2 separate regions of the Sus scrofa genome follow, and region 2 is linked to region 1. Evidence: chromatin contacts called from public HiChIP or PLAC-seq data. All regions are on one chromosome and are shown on one strand. The core of a region is the stretch at or near the end of the contact, and the rest is flanking DNA. Distances in the headings are between cores, read along the strand shown. Region 1 holds the start of CLPX (ATP-dependent Clp protease ATP-binding subunit clpX-like, mitochondrial). Region 2 holds the start of INTS14 (von Willebrand factor A domain-containing protein 9).

Evidence for each region. HiChIP or PLAC-seq counts read pairs in DNA pulled down with a chosen protein or histone mark.
Region 2: a contact with region 1 is called in an H3K27ac HiChIP or PLAC-seq map of alveolar macrophages. The contact joins the promoter of INTS14 here to the promoter of CLPX in region 1. A contact is called at or near these places in 1 of 5 promoter capture datasets (liver) and 1 of 2 datasets of contacts at active chromatin or transcription factors (alveolar macrophages).

What each region holds. Positions count from the first base shown.
Region 1 is chr1:163,219,206-163,225,810 of Sscrofa11.1, reverse strand. It overlaps CLPX (ATP-dependent Clp protease ATP-binding subunit clpX-like, mitochondrial), which reads left to right and starts at 3,744. Exons shown (of 14, transcript XM_021100084.1): 1 at 3,744-4,070. The coding sequence starts at 3,992.
Region 2 is chr1:163,601,042-163,607,729 of Sscrofa11.1, reverse strand. INTS14 (von Willebrand factor A domain-containing protein 9) reads left to right here and starts at 4,545. Exons shown (of 12, transcript XM_005659853.3): 1 at 4,545-4,935. SLC24A1 (sodium/potassium/calcium exchanger 1) reads right to left here and starts at 4,507. Exons shown (of 9, transcript XM_021100202.1): 1 at 3,064-4,507.

The DNA.
Region 1 (6,605 bases), core at 2,495-4,994:
GTAGAGAATCCATGTTATCACAGGGAACAATCTCAAATGACTCTGTGCTTCTGATAGGAACTTGACTAGAGGTTATACATGAAGTGCCAAGTGAGAGAGAAGGGTCCTAGTGTGCAGCTAGAGCCCCACTGCTCTTTGCCCAGACATCAAGCTCTGCTCCATCTCATGGCCACCTGGCTACACTCTGCAGCAAGAACACTGTCCCAGCCTGTGAGTTTCAGGTCAGGGCATGTACACTTATAAATGGAACATGCTCCTTTGTCAAACAGTCAAGTGGTTCCTAAAGAATGACCTTTTATATTTGAACCCTTTCTAACACAGATGGTATTTTATTTAAATGTGATACTCCTCTGTGCTCAAATACCAAATGGAAGTCTTGATATTTCTCCATGGTACAAGTCCCCCAATTTGAATACTAATTTGTAAATCTTATAAAATTTACATCATCAAAGAGCCTAGCTGTCTCAATCCAGGCTCATTGGGTGCCGATCCTAATAATCCAGGTATGTGCTTTGGGGTGATGCCCTGAAACTACCAAATTTATGTTGCCTGTGTGATGACACCATTACCAGTCTGATGCCAAAGCTACATGACCTTTGTTCATATTTGAGAAAAAGTTAAACTGAGTTGTGTACAGCTCCCTTTGTTTTATATTTTCTAGGACAAAGTCTACACTCTGTTCATCAGGCTCCTGAGAATTCCTTCTGGGACACTCGATCAGTTGGAGCAACCATTGCATAAATTTGTAGAACTTGTGTCCATTAACACCTCTTTGTCAATTATAATTTGCTCTAATTTTATGTCAGATTTTCTGAAGATACCATCCTAGCTTTCTGCCACGCAGAAGTAGTTGGAAGATAAGTATTTAATTAAGTATTTACAGAATTTCTGCTATGTATTCATCCCGCATATAACGAAATACCTACCTTAAGAGAGCTCAAAGTTCAGTTGGGAATACAGGCTAAATACATAAAACATCAGCCCATAAATAAAATTACATGCTCAGTCATCCTGGGAATGATATAAGGATATATTACAGAACAGTATAATGTATTCCTATGTCATCACACCAGTGGCACATATATTTGTTTTTCTTACCTACTGCCTTATCTTCCCCACTAAAATGGAAGCTCCATGAGAGAAACTTCTTTTTAACATTTTTGGCTCATGTGGTTTCCTCAGTGCCTGGCATGTAATTGGTGCTTACTAAATTTTGTTGACTGAATGAATAAGTCAAGTTCTTAGGATATTCAGAGAAACAAAGGATTCATGGAGTGCCCCCAGAGGAGCCTTAACTATGCTTTTATTTAGCTTGCTTTATAGCAATCGGTAGATTTTAGCAAACAGTTTATTTCTACAATAAATAAGAAAATGTGTATATAACTGAAATAGAAAATGTGTATATAATTGGAATGAAAGGAATTTAAATTGGGTGTTAAGAGTCGATGAGACCCTCTAAGCTTATTGCTAGGTTTTCCTAGAATCAGTTCTTTTCAAACATTATTTTAAAACAGAACAACTATATTTTCAAACAAAATATGATAAATGAAACAGATAAAAGTAAAGCTGCTCTGGAGTTCCCACTATGGCTCAGCGGCAATGAATGTGACTATAATCTGTGAGGATGCAGGTTCGATCCCTGGCCCTGCTCCAGTGGGTTAAGGATCTGGCATTGCTCTGGCTCTGGTGTAGGCTGGCAGCTGCAGCTCAGATTCGACCCCCATCCTGGGAACTTCCATATGCCACAGGTGTGGCCCTAAAAGTTCAGAAAAAAAAAAAAAAGCAGAGCTGTTCTGAGCTCTGATTGACGTTGGGGTGGCATGGAGAAGGAGGCAGGGGAGGTCCACCCTCTTAGTTACCTCATCCCACCAAAGAGCTATCTATGGCTTCTGAGGGATTCTAAGAATACAGTTTGAAAACTGAATTGGAGGAACTTTTTTTTTCTTTTTGGCCGTCCCTTTGATGTCAAAAAGATGTTACCGGAATCGGGGTTCTTGTTCACGCAGCTGATGAGTGAACTCTGCAAACACACAGGCAGCAAGCAAGCAAAGTCTTTATTACAGGAAAGCAAATAGTTCCCAGTGCTGCCGGGAGGGGGGAGAAGAGCCCCTGTTCTCTATTGTCTTATAGGGGTTTTTAATCCCTTAAAGATGGGGGGATACCAACACGGGGTCCAGAAAGATGTTTTTTTTTTCCCATTGGCCTTGCCCAGTTACCTATATCAGTCCTTGTCCAGTAGAGGTTGTAGGGGTGTAAATTTCCTGTAAGTCTCATTGTTTCTTTGCCCTTTTTGTCCCGTAAACTGAGTCACAGTTTACCTGGGTGTGTAGGTACATTCCCTATAGTAAACAAGGCGTGTGGGGAGGTTACTCCCTGGACCTCTTAAGCCACAATGTTAATCAACAGCCATATCAAAGAAGGCATTGAGGCCCATGCTCCTACACTGACTACCTGAGTTATTATTCTGCCTTAATCTGGCCAGGGATCAGAACCATGCTGCCACCTACACCGCAGCTGAGCCAACACCAGATCCTTAACCCACTGTCTGTGCCTGGCGGGGGATTGAACCTGTGTCCCAGCGCTCTGGAGACGCTGCCGATCCCCTTGTGCCATAGCGGTAACTCCCGGAGGAACTTCAGAGTCTCTCTTCTTCAAAATTCTATTAATGATGGCAGGTAAGACCTGGGCTCTCTTTTGGTCCCTGCCCCTTTAAGGTGAGGAAGTTACCAGGAATCAGCTCCAGGAGAGACAAAAACACACATGTGTGGCCTGGAGCCAAGGCCAGTACCCCTTTTCATGGCCAGACCCAGGGAACTAGAAGCCACATTTCTCTGATCCAAGATTGATAAAGGCTAAATAACTTGACGTTGGCTTGCGTTCTCCCGGGCCCCTCCTTCCCTGCCCGCCTTGTACCCGCTCAGAACTAAAAGTCTCCAAGCTCATTCAGCAATTTCTCTGGGCTTCCGAGTTGATCAGAATTTTATATACAGAGTAAATAGTCTGTTGCCAACCGAGATGAGAAGAGAGTTTGATTCATTTGTCACCATCCTGCACCTTGTCAGCTAGCTGGTTGATCTCCTTTACAGATCCAGCGAGGAACCAGGCATGCAAACAAGGGTAACAGAAGAGAGATTAAAGAACAGTTTTTACCAGGGTGTGGTCAGGTTTAAGTGAACTGACAAAGGCGTGTAAAGCACCCAGGGACTAGAACAGCTGGAAGAGTTATCACCACTAGGCCTGAAAAAAACAAGGGAAGAGAATGGTCTTCCAACAGTTGGGAACTTGGTAAAAAACACCTCCACTTCCATGTTACAAATGAGTAATCTAAAGATAAGGAAAAGATAAGGAACATAGGATGTGGATGGGTAAGGAACTTATTGACTCTTACTGAAATGGCGGCTTTCAAAACTCCTCCTGGGGCTGGCTAAGCCACGGGTCTCACTTGGACGTACCCAGCCACCAGTCGAAAATGACCAGTTTATTGCTAGGAGTTGGGACTACTACTCCCGGCATGCATTTCTCTGCTTCTAGCGCAAACTTTTCAACGCTAGGATAAAGAGAATTGTGTGCCGGGACTTGTAGTTCCCTGCTTGGGGTGGGACGTCTCCTGGAGCGCGCTCATTGGCGCTGAGGTCACCGCCCCCTTCCCCTCGCCCTACCTCAGCGTCTCACGCACGCACACGCGTGCCCACGCCCCCTCCCTAGGCCCAGGGCGCAGGCGCGCGCACGCTCCTCGGACCCCGTAGGCGGGGCGGGGAGGGGGGCCGGGGGAGGAGGAGGGGGAAGTTGTGGGGGGGGCGAGGTGTCTATTGAGTAGAAGGCAGTGGGTTATGAAGAGCGCGAAGGCCCTGTTTTCAGGCGGGTGGACTCTGCACTGGGCCTAGAGCCGGCAGGAGGTTCCGGAGCCAAGCCAGCGAACCTTGAGAGTAGCCATCGACCGCTGAGAGCCGGAGGGCAGTAGGGGCGAAGCCCCGGCCTAAGCCGCGCGGAGATGTCGGGCTGTGGCGCTTGTACTTGCGGCGCCTCCGCCGCGCGGCTCATCACCTCGTCGCTCGCCTCCGCGCAAAGAGGTAACGAAGTAGTCCTGACCCGAGCCCTTTGCCTAGTCGCCGGCGGTGAGGATCCGGTGGAGGGCAGGAGGCTTGCCTATCCCATCCCGAGGGTGTGAGGGGGTGCGCGGCCCTTCTCCTGGCACCCCTCACTTTCCGTGTGATGGGGCTCTGCCAACCTCTGAAGCAGCTGTTTCTTACTTTTGAAGCGAGCCCCTTGTGCTCCCCCTCACGGCCGCTTTCAGGCCTTCTGACACTGGGGCCAGAATGTGCCTACTTCGCAGAAACTCTGAGCTACAGGCACAAAATACTCGGTTCGTTGAAGTGTCCCAGACCCCACTTAAAGCTCCGCCAGGTACTGCCGCTTGCCCTGGCTGCGGCTCCCCTTCCGGAGCCCGGCCGGGTGCCCCTTGGGCCTGTTGGGGACTGCGGGAAGGGCTCAGGTGAGGGGCTGCCGCGGGGGGCCGAGCCGGCGGTCTGGGACGCAGGCAGCGCGAGGCTGGCAGTGTCACAGTTGCTGTGTGGCCCCGCACACCGGGACGTAAACGGGACTCGCCGTACTTTTCAAGGCCCACAGGAAAGAGCCCGAGGAGATGGAAATTCCGCAGAAATTGTTTTTGAACTACTTAGGTGTCTCAGCAGTTGTTTGCGGATTTTCTGAACTTGACGGTGCCAAGTAGTTTTTAAGGGTGATTCTTGTTTACCTTTCTTTTCTCTTTATCGGGAGATGTGAAAGAGTGGCACTCCGGCCAAGAGATTTCCGGAAAAGAAACCATTTTTTCTCTTCCCCAAGTCTATAAATATCAGACGAGGCTAGGTCCTGCTGGGTCTTGTAACCACTAACTTGTAGACAAATTCATTTTGTTCTGGATTATCAGCTTATGATCTCTGGATTTTCAAAATGCTCCCTTTTCCTATTTTTAGCTGAATTGCGAAGTCCTTATCATTTACTAAATGTTTGTTTTTTGACCGTTTATTTCACAAAGAGGGATTAAATGATGTGTGGGCAGGAGCATTTTGTAAAATGGTACATAAATCCAAAGGAGGGAATTTAGTTCCAAGAGACTGTTAAACCTGAACAAGTGGATGCCGCTATTCTAGGAATTTGAGTTTAGTGGAAGTGACATATATTTAAATTCATTTGTTTGACAAATCTGAAGAGGGCCTACTATGGGCCAAGGCCCTCTTTTGTTGATGGATATGGAACAGTGAACAAGTCCTCACCTTCAAGTTTAAATCCAGTGAAGTAGGCAATGATATTGTTTCTGGGCCTGTATAAGGTATGTGTATGTTCTCTATGGATAGGGATGGCTTCTTTGACAAAGTCCTTTATCTCTTTCCATCACTTGTCCCAGAACACTATAAATTATAGGAAGTGTGCAGTTATATCTTTCTTTTTCTTTTCAAAACAACAGCTGCTTTAAAAAACCATGCCGTGGGAGCGGCCCAAGAAACAGCAACAACAACAACAACAACAACAACAAAAGACAAAAAAGACAAAAAGACAAAAAAAAAATTAAATCCATCATTAGGTAAATCAACAAAAGTTAATGACTTATTTAAGAATTACCTATTTGTTTTTCAGTTAATGTAAGTTTACTAGAAGTTTTCAGACATACCAAACCATAATTTTCACTGTAAAGGAGTAGATTAGACTATGAGACATTATAGAACTTAGTATTTCTGTATGACAATATCATTATAGAATTTAGTATTTTTACATGATAGTGAAACAGCAAATGGTTTCACTTGGATTGAAGATTCTCCCAAGGCTTAATTATATAAAATGTTTGCTTTCCATGGTAGAAACTCTGAAAGTATGCATGAGTCTACAACAGTATAGAGATATTTTCTTTGAGGACTTAAAAGCCTCCAGGAGGGTTATTTTTATTTTAGGATTCCTGGAAAGAGGAAGAGAGGTGAAAGAAAAATCAGAGTTGAACATTAGCTAGTTTCTTATAAACAAAGTATTTCAGCCACATAATTTAAACAAATAATTTCATCAGTATACTCTTGTAATTGGAAATTATACTTGAGTTAAGAATAAAATACTGCTATTCTGTATTTCTACTGGTTTTTCTGTCATGTTAGACTTTAAAAATTTTATAGGGTAGTTTGAAAAGTTATTTGGTATATTGTACCTTTACCCTAACCCCAACCCAGATTATTTGGTAGATTGTACTAGACACTGGCTTTATTTTCTTTTCCTGATGAGCTCTATGTATCCAATGCAATGTGTATTTCTCACATAAACTTAAAATATGAGACAGTATCCAATATTGTTGTATAATTTAGTATTTTTATGTGACAGTATAAATATTTAAAGATTGCAGAGTTCTGGTTGTGGCTTAGTGGTAAGGAACCCGACTATATCCATGGGAACAAGGGTTCGATCCCTGGCCTTGTTCAGTGGGTTAAGGATCTGGTTTTGCCTCTAACTGTGGTGTAGGTAGCAGATGCAGCTCAGATTCTGTGTTGCTGTGGCTATGGTATATGCTGGTGGCTACAGCTCCAATTCCACCCCTAGCCTGGGAATTTCTATATGTTGCCTGTGTG
Region 2 (6,688 bases), core at 3,296-5,795, 380 kb before region 1:
ACTGAGCAAGGGCAGGGATCGAACCCGCAACCTCATGGTTCCCAGTCGGATTCGTTAACCACTGAACCATGATGGGAACTCCTCTTCCATTATTTTAGAATGGAGAAGCTTTGCAGTTTTCTCAAATGCTGTGGAAAAGACTAAAGGAGGATTGAGAGCAAAGAAGGAGGTCAAAAGATGTGAGGAAGAAACCTATAGATTAAAAGAGAATTTAGAGATATACCAAGAGACTGATGTTGGATCTTACACAACCAAAGTGTAAAAAAAAATAAAATCTGGAGTTCCCGTCATGGCTCAGCTCTCAGCACCACTGGATCCTTAACCCACTGACCAAGGCCAGGGATGAAATCCACAACTGCATGATCACTCTCATTCATTGCTGATGGGAATACGTAATGGTACAGCCACTTTAAAAGACAGTTTGACAGTTTTTTACAAAACTAAACATACTCTAACCATATGAGCCATTAATCTCTCTCCAAGGTATTTATTAAACTGAACCGAAAACCTATACCCACAGAAAACTTGCACAAGGATGTTTACAGCAGCCTTTTGGATAACTGCCAAAATTTGGAAGCAACCAAGATATTCTTCAGTAAACTATGTTGCATCCAGGCATTGGACTATTACATAGTATTAAAAAGAAATGAGGAGTTCCCGTCGTGGCGCAGTGGTTAACGAATCCGACTAGGAACCATGAGGTTGCGGGTTCGGTCCCTGCCCTTGCTCAGTGGGTTAAACGATCCGGCATTGCAGTGAGCTGTGGTGTAGGTTGCAGACACGGCTCGGATCCCGCGTTGCTGTGGCTCTGGCATAGGCCAGCGGCTACAGCTCTGATTAGACCCCTAGCCTGGGAACCTCCATATGCCGTGGGAGCGGCCCAAGAAATGGCAAAAAGACAAAAAATAAAATAATAAAATAAAGCAAAAAAAATGTATAAAAAGAAATGAGCTACCAAGCCATAAACAGACAAGAAGGAAGCTTAAATGCAAAAGAAGCCAATCTGAAAAGACTACTTACTATATATGATTCTAACTTATTGATATTCTGAGAAAGGCGAAACCATGGATACAGTAAGAGCATCAGTGTTTCCAGGGAGTCATGTGAGAGTGAGAGATAAAAAGGCAGAGCACAAAGTCATTTTAGGGTAGCGAAACTATTCAGTACGATTCTACAAGGGTATACGCATGTTATTATACATCCATCAAACCCACAGAATGTACAACACCTAGAGTGAACCTTAAATAAACTATGGACTTTAGGTGATGATGGTATGTCAATGGAGGTACACAGATTATAGCAAATGTATCATTCTGGTGCTACGATGTTGATAGTGAGGGAGGCTGTGTGTCTGTGGACAGAATATATTGGAACTCTGTACTTTATACTCCGTTTTGCTCTGAACCTAAAAGTGCTCTGAAACAAAATTTATTAATTAAAAAAAGTCCTTCTCTTTTAGAGATAACATACTGAAATATTTATGGACAGATGTTATGCTATCTGTGATCTGCATCAAAATAATATGTTGGAGAAAAAAGAAAATTAATAATAATAATAATAATAGTACATTGGAGAGAAGTGGGAAAGGGTGTAAATGCAACAAGATTAAGAATTGAGTTGAGGAGTTCCCGTTGTGACTTAGAGGTAAGGAGCATGACTAGAATCCATGAGGATGCATATGTGATCGCTGGCTTCAGTCAGTGGGTTAAGGATCGATGTTGCTGTGAGCTGTGGTGTAGGTCGCAGACAAGGCTCGGATCCTGCTTTGCTGTGGCTGTGGTGTAGATGGGCAGCTGCAGCTCCAATTCAACCCCTAGCCTGGGAATCTCCATATGCCACAGGAGCAGCCCTAAAAAGGCAAAAAAAAAAAAAAAAAAAAAAAAAAAAAGGATAGCAGAAATAGTGTGAAAGATACATGGGGATTTATTATGCCATTTCCCCTTTCTTTGAAATAGGGGAAATATGTTTGAAATTTTTCAAAAGGGTCATGTCTACAATTTCTTTGGACTTTCACTTTGGTGAAAATAGCAGTATGGAGTTGGGTGATGAAGGAAAGCAGATAGCCTGGAGCTTGGAAGTATGATTTGCAAGTGCACAAGGTCCATACAGGAGAAGGTAAGGACAGCAGCAAAGGACAGCAGCAGAGAGAAAGAGAGGAAAGAATTCACTGCTTTACCCCTGCTCTCTCCCTTCCCCATTTCCTCACTCACTCACTCCTTGCCCTTTGTCTCTATAAAAGATTCCAGGCACCAACCCATGAATCTCTACTTGAGTTGGCATGGCCTTGTAATCTATATTTTCAACACGTTCTATAGGAGAATTAGATGGGCAGATGAATCTCCCTTGAACCCCAGTACCTGGCTTCTGTGAGAGGCTTGCTATTTCCGTCATTAACCTTTACTCTGTCAGTCTGGAGACCAAATCACCCTGCCTTTCAAAGCCTCTCTGACAGCAGTTCACTGCTTCAAAGCAGGACAAAATAAAGAGGATGATAGATGATGCAAAGAAATCTGTTTATTGATTTCCTTTAATGTATGTATAGAAACACAAAAATCCTAGGTCTCCCAAGTGGGAAAAAGAAACTCGTTCATCAGCTATGGCTTGAGACATCTCCTTTAAGATATTCTCTTTGTGCTAATATTCACTGATTTTGTATTCACTTAACAAACTTTGATTTTTAATGGGATCCTACTATGAATTAAAAAACAAAAACGAAAGGACTTACCAGCTGCCCTAAGTGTTATGGTCCTCTTGGTATTTACACATTTTATGGTCAATCTGCACAAATTCCCTTCACTTTCCTGGTCTGTAATCAGAAGAACTAGGTAACCAAGACCTAATCACCCATCAGCAAACTAATAAACTTAATCTGTAGAACTGGGTAAGGTAATGAATCTTAATGGAACTAAGCTGGAACTACCAGGAGAACCGTGACCACAGGGCTGAGTCATCACATTAGGGATAGCTCAACAACTCCTTTCCCCACATATTCTTGGCCGCATCCCTCCATGAGGGAAAGACTTAAAAATGAGAACTAAGTAATTAGGTTGCAGCTTTACCTACCTAGATCCCTTTGCCTGCTCATGCATAACAAGGTCTTGAGATGGTGAGACCAGCCAAGTTGAGAAGTTGGTTTTTTTTTCTTGTATCTTCTGTCTTTCTAGGGTCACACCCATGGCATATAGAGGTTCCCAAGCTAGGGGTCCTCAGAGCTGTAGCCACCAGCCTACACCACAGCCACCCACAGCAGCAATGTGGGATCCGAGCCGGGACTGCCACCTACACCACAGCTCATGGCAGCCCAGATCCTTAACCCACTGAGCAAGGCCAGGGATCGAACCCACAACCTCAAGGTTCCTAGTCGGATTTGTTTCCGCTGCACCATGACGAGAATTCCAAGTTGAGAAGTTCTGAAGCAAACAGGGCAGTCTGCCAGGCCCTGGGCTCTGATGCTTGCAGGGACATTCCCAGGGACTGATGTGCCTTCCTCTGCCACCTGATACAAGGATGTGACAGGAAAGAACTACAAGGAACTGGAGCCCACGCTCTTCCACAGAACAAGCTGTGAAAAGTCAGACAGCCTCAGTTTCATGATTCAAAGCATCCTCCCTGCTTAACTGGCCCCCTACCTCACCTCAACCCACTAACCAAAAGAAATTGTCAAAGGCATAAGGCTTCTAGAGGCCTGTTTCCACTAGTAATCTAGGTGGTACAACATTGTTCTCTGAACCACAACCACCCAGGGGGCCTGCTGGCATCCATTTAGGCCTACCTCTAGCTGGCATTTCCTGGCTCCCTATGAGGATATAAAGAAAGGTATAAAGAAAGTCACCGCCTGTGCCCGCAAAGCCCTCGATGAGGCACAGGCTGCTATGGGGACACCAGGTGGCCAAAGGAGGGGTAGGCAAGGGCCGAAGATGCCCTTGGAAAGCCTGAGTGCAAATCTCTTAGCAGGGCCAGGGCAGGGGAATGGACTCAACCCTCTCTCTGCTCCCCTCAAGCATGGGGGATAAAGTGAGCATCTGGACTGAGGAGATCAAGAGTTAAAAGTTTTAACGCGGAAACTGGCTCAGGTCAGCTATGAGAGATACACAGTATGCTTAATATGAGCCCTCCTCAGGCACGAATTCATTTAAAAAGCGCAGGAAGAGGATTCTGTCAACTGTTTCGGAGGTGATACGAGTGTGGGGTTTGAAGAGGGACGGGGAAGAGGGGCAAATATCAGTGAGGGTTAGGCTGGTGCACCAAGGGGCCCAGGTGAGTGAGGAGAGAGTAGGAAGGGTTCCCAGGACAGGTGAAGCCCAAGGGTCAACGGGTGGGAAGGAGGCCAGGTAAATGGGGAAAAGCCGGAGAGGGGGGAGGGAGGGAAGAGGCAGAGACAGAGGTGGAGTTGGAGACTTGCGGGGAGCGAGTTCGTCACTGTCGTCACGGATAAAATGTTAGGAAGAAAGGCGTTGAGCAAGACGGGCCCGGAAGCTTCGCCGCGGAGTCAGTGCCCGCCCACGAAATTCTTAAAGCCCCGCCCCTAGCGCCTTGCGCATCCCGGGCGCAGAGTTCCTTTTGTCCGGCGGACCTATAGTTCCGGCCTCGGCGCTCCGGCGGAAAGTTTTGAGGACGGACTGTGCGGTTGATGGGGCACGGGGTGAGGGAGGGAGGCCGGAGTCTCTAGCTTGTCTTTGATTGCTTGTTGGGGTTGCAGGAGAAGGGGTCGGCGGCGGAGGATTACTCGGGGTCAAAGCCCGGCCTTCCCGCCGCCACGGCGGCCTCGGGCAGTCTCTGCGGCGCCAGTTCCGGGGTGCTGGCCTCCCCTCGCTTTGCCTCGCGGGATCATCGCTCCTCATTAGCATCACGATTTCGGCCCCCTGCCCAGGCCCCCTTCGCCACCTCTTCCCATTAGAGACTTCCAGATCTCAAAATTTTGGGGCTCACTTTAAGGTAAAACTAAATCCCCAGGCAGATGAGATCCAAATGCAGAAGTTCTGTATTTCCAGGTTAGCAGATAAAGTTGTAATTGAGAACGCGGGAGGGATTCCTCTGGGCGAGGGATGTCAGGTCAACAAGGCAACTTAAGAGTTGGTGAGCAGTTCTCGAGAAATTCGAGTAGAATCACGCTTTGTGAGGAAAACTGCTCAGAATCAGTTCTTTATGAATGAGCTAATTGGCTTCTTCCGGGAAGAATTATAAATGTGTAGGTGATGGAGATGGCCAAGTCAAGGGGCTGAGATATATTCTCAGGAGTACACTGTTCTTGAGGGGAAAAAAAACCGCACTGGTTGTCTTAAGCATTGTATGTAAACAGTACTTATGGAAAAGGGGTGGGGGTGGGGTGGAGGATTTAAGGAAAAAAGAAATTACATGGTGTTTTCACAAAATTGCTGGACTGTGTGGGCAAGGTTTTTGTTTGTTTTTAAATCAGGCCTAGGCTGCTTAAGTGAACTATCCTTCTAGAACATTCACTTCCATCTTTTACTTCTGCTTACAACCTAAGTTCTAAATTGGTTTCCTATGACTTTCCCATTGTTAAGGAGGTGTTTTTGCTGGCAGACACAAATACATCAGTCAGAAGAAGGAGCCAGATCCCAGAAGGGAAGTCTGCCAGTTAGAGTCTCCCATTCCAGTGTTACAGCAGATTGCATGAACTGGAAATGCTCTCTTGTATATGATCTAAATCTGTGTATCCTGTATCCCTTTCTCCTAAGAGGAGAGGCCAGTACTTCCTATCCCCCACTTTCAGTAACATAAAGGCCTCAGTGCATGAATGGGAATACTGTAGGAGCTGGATACACTGTACCTGAGCAGAATGCATAGGAGTCCCTGATATCTCTGCCTGAATGAGGAGAGGAGGAAGTATGTTTCTGGTGTCCTGAGTTAAAATTTATCATGTGTTTTGCTAAAGACTTAATGTTATATCGGTGCTTGGGGTAGTTCACTAGTCATTGTCAAGTATTTGTCAAGAGTGTGCTATGCACCAATTGCTGCGATAGGTTCTGAGGAGACCTTTGTGGGCAAAATTCCACACTGTCCCCGGGCTTCACGAGCTCATGGTCTAATGTAATGTAGCTTGAACCAGTATTGCACAAGACCTCATTTCTTGAACAACGCAGCTGAGACCCAGAAAGGACCTGGAAAGACTGAGTAGGTGAAATTGTATCAAGTTGATATGCCTAAACTCATGCTTTTGGTACCACAAGAAACCCACAGGCTCTCAGAGGCTGTTAACTTTGACTTTGGACACAGTTTTTATCAATTTTTATCAAGCTGGATTACTTGGCTCTCCAGCTCACAGTAGCCAAGAATCAGCAAATTGGAAAGAGGATGATTACAAAGAATTACTGTGGAATATAAGAATTACTGTGGAATACAAACTGATGGTCCAAAAATTAGTTATAAAGAGGCACCAAAACAGAGTACAACAACCTGGATCCCTTGAGTACAAAGCACTGTTTCCATGTAGTTTTTTGTTTGTTTGTTTGTTGGGGTTTTTTTGTCTTTTGTCTTTTTTTTTTTAGGGCCACATCCAAGGCATATAGAGGTTCCCAGCCAAGGGGTCGAATTGAAGCTGTAGCTGCCGGCCTACACCACAGCCACAGCAACTCGGGATCCAAGCTGCATCTGGGACCTACACCACAGCTCACGGCAATGTCAGATCCTTAACCCACTGAGCAAAGCCAGAGATCGAACCCACGTC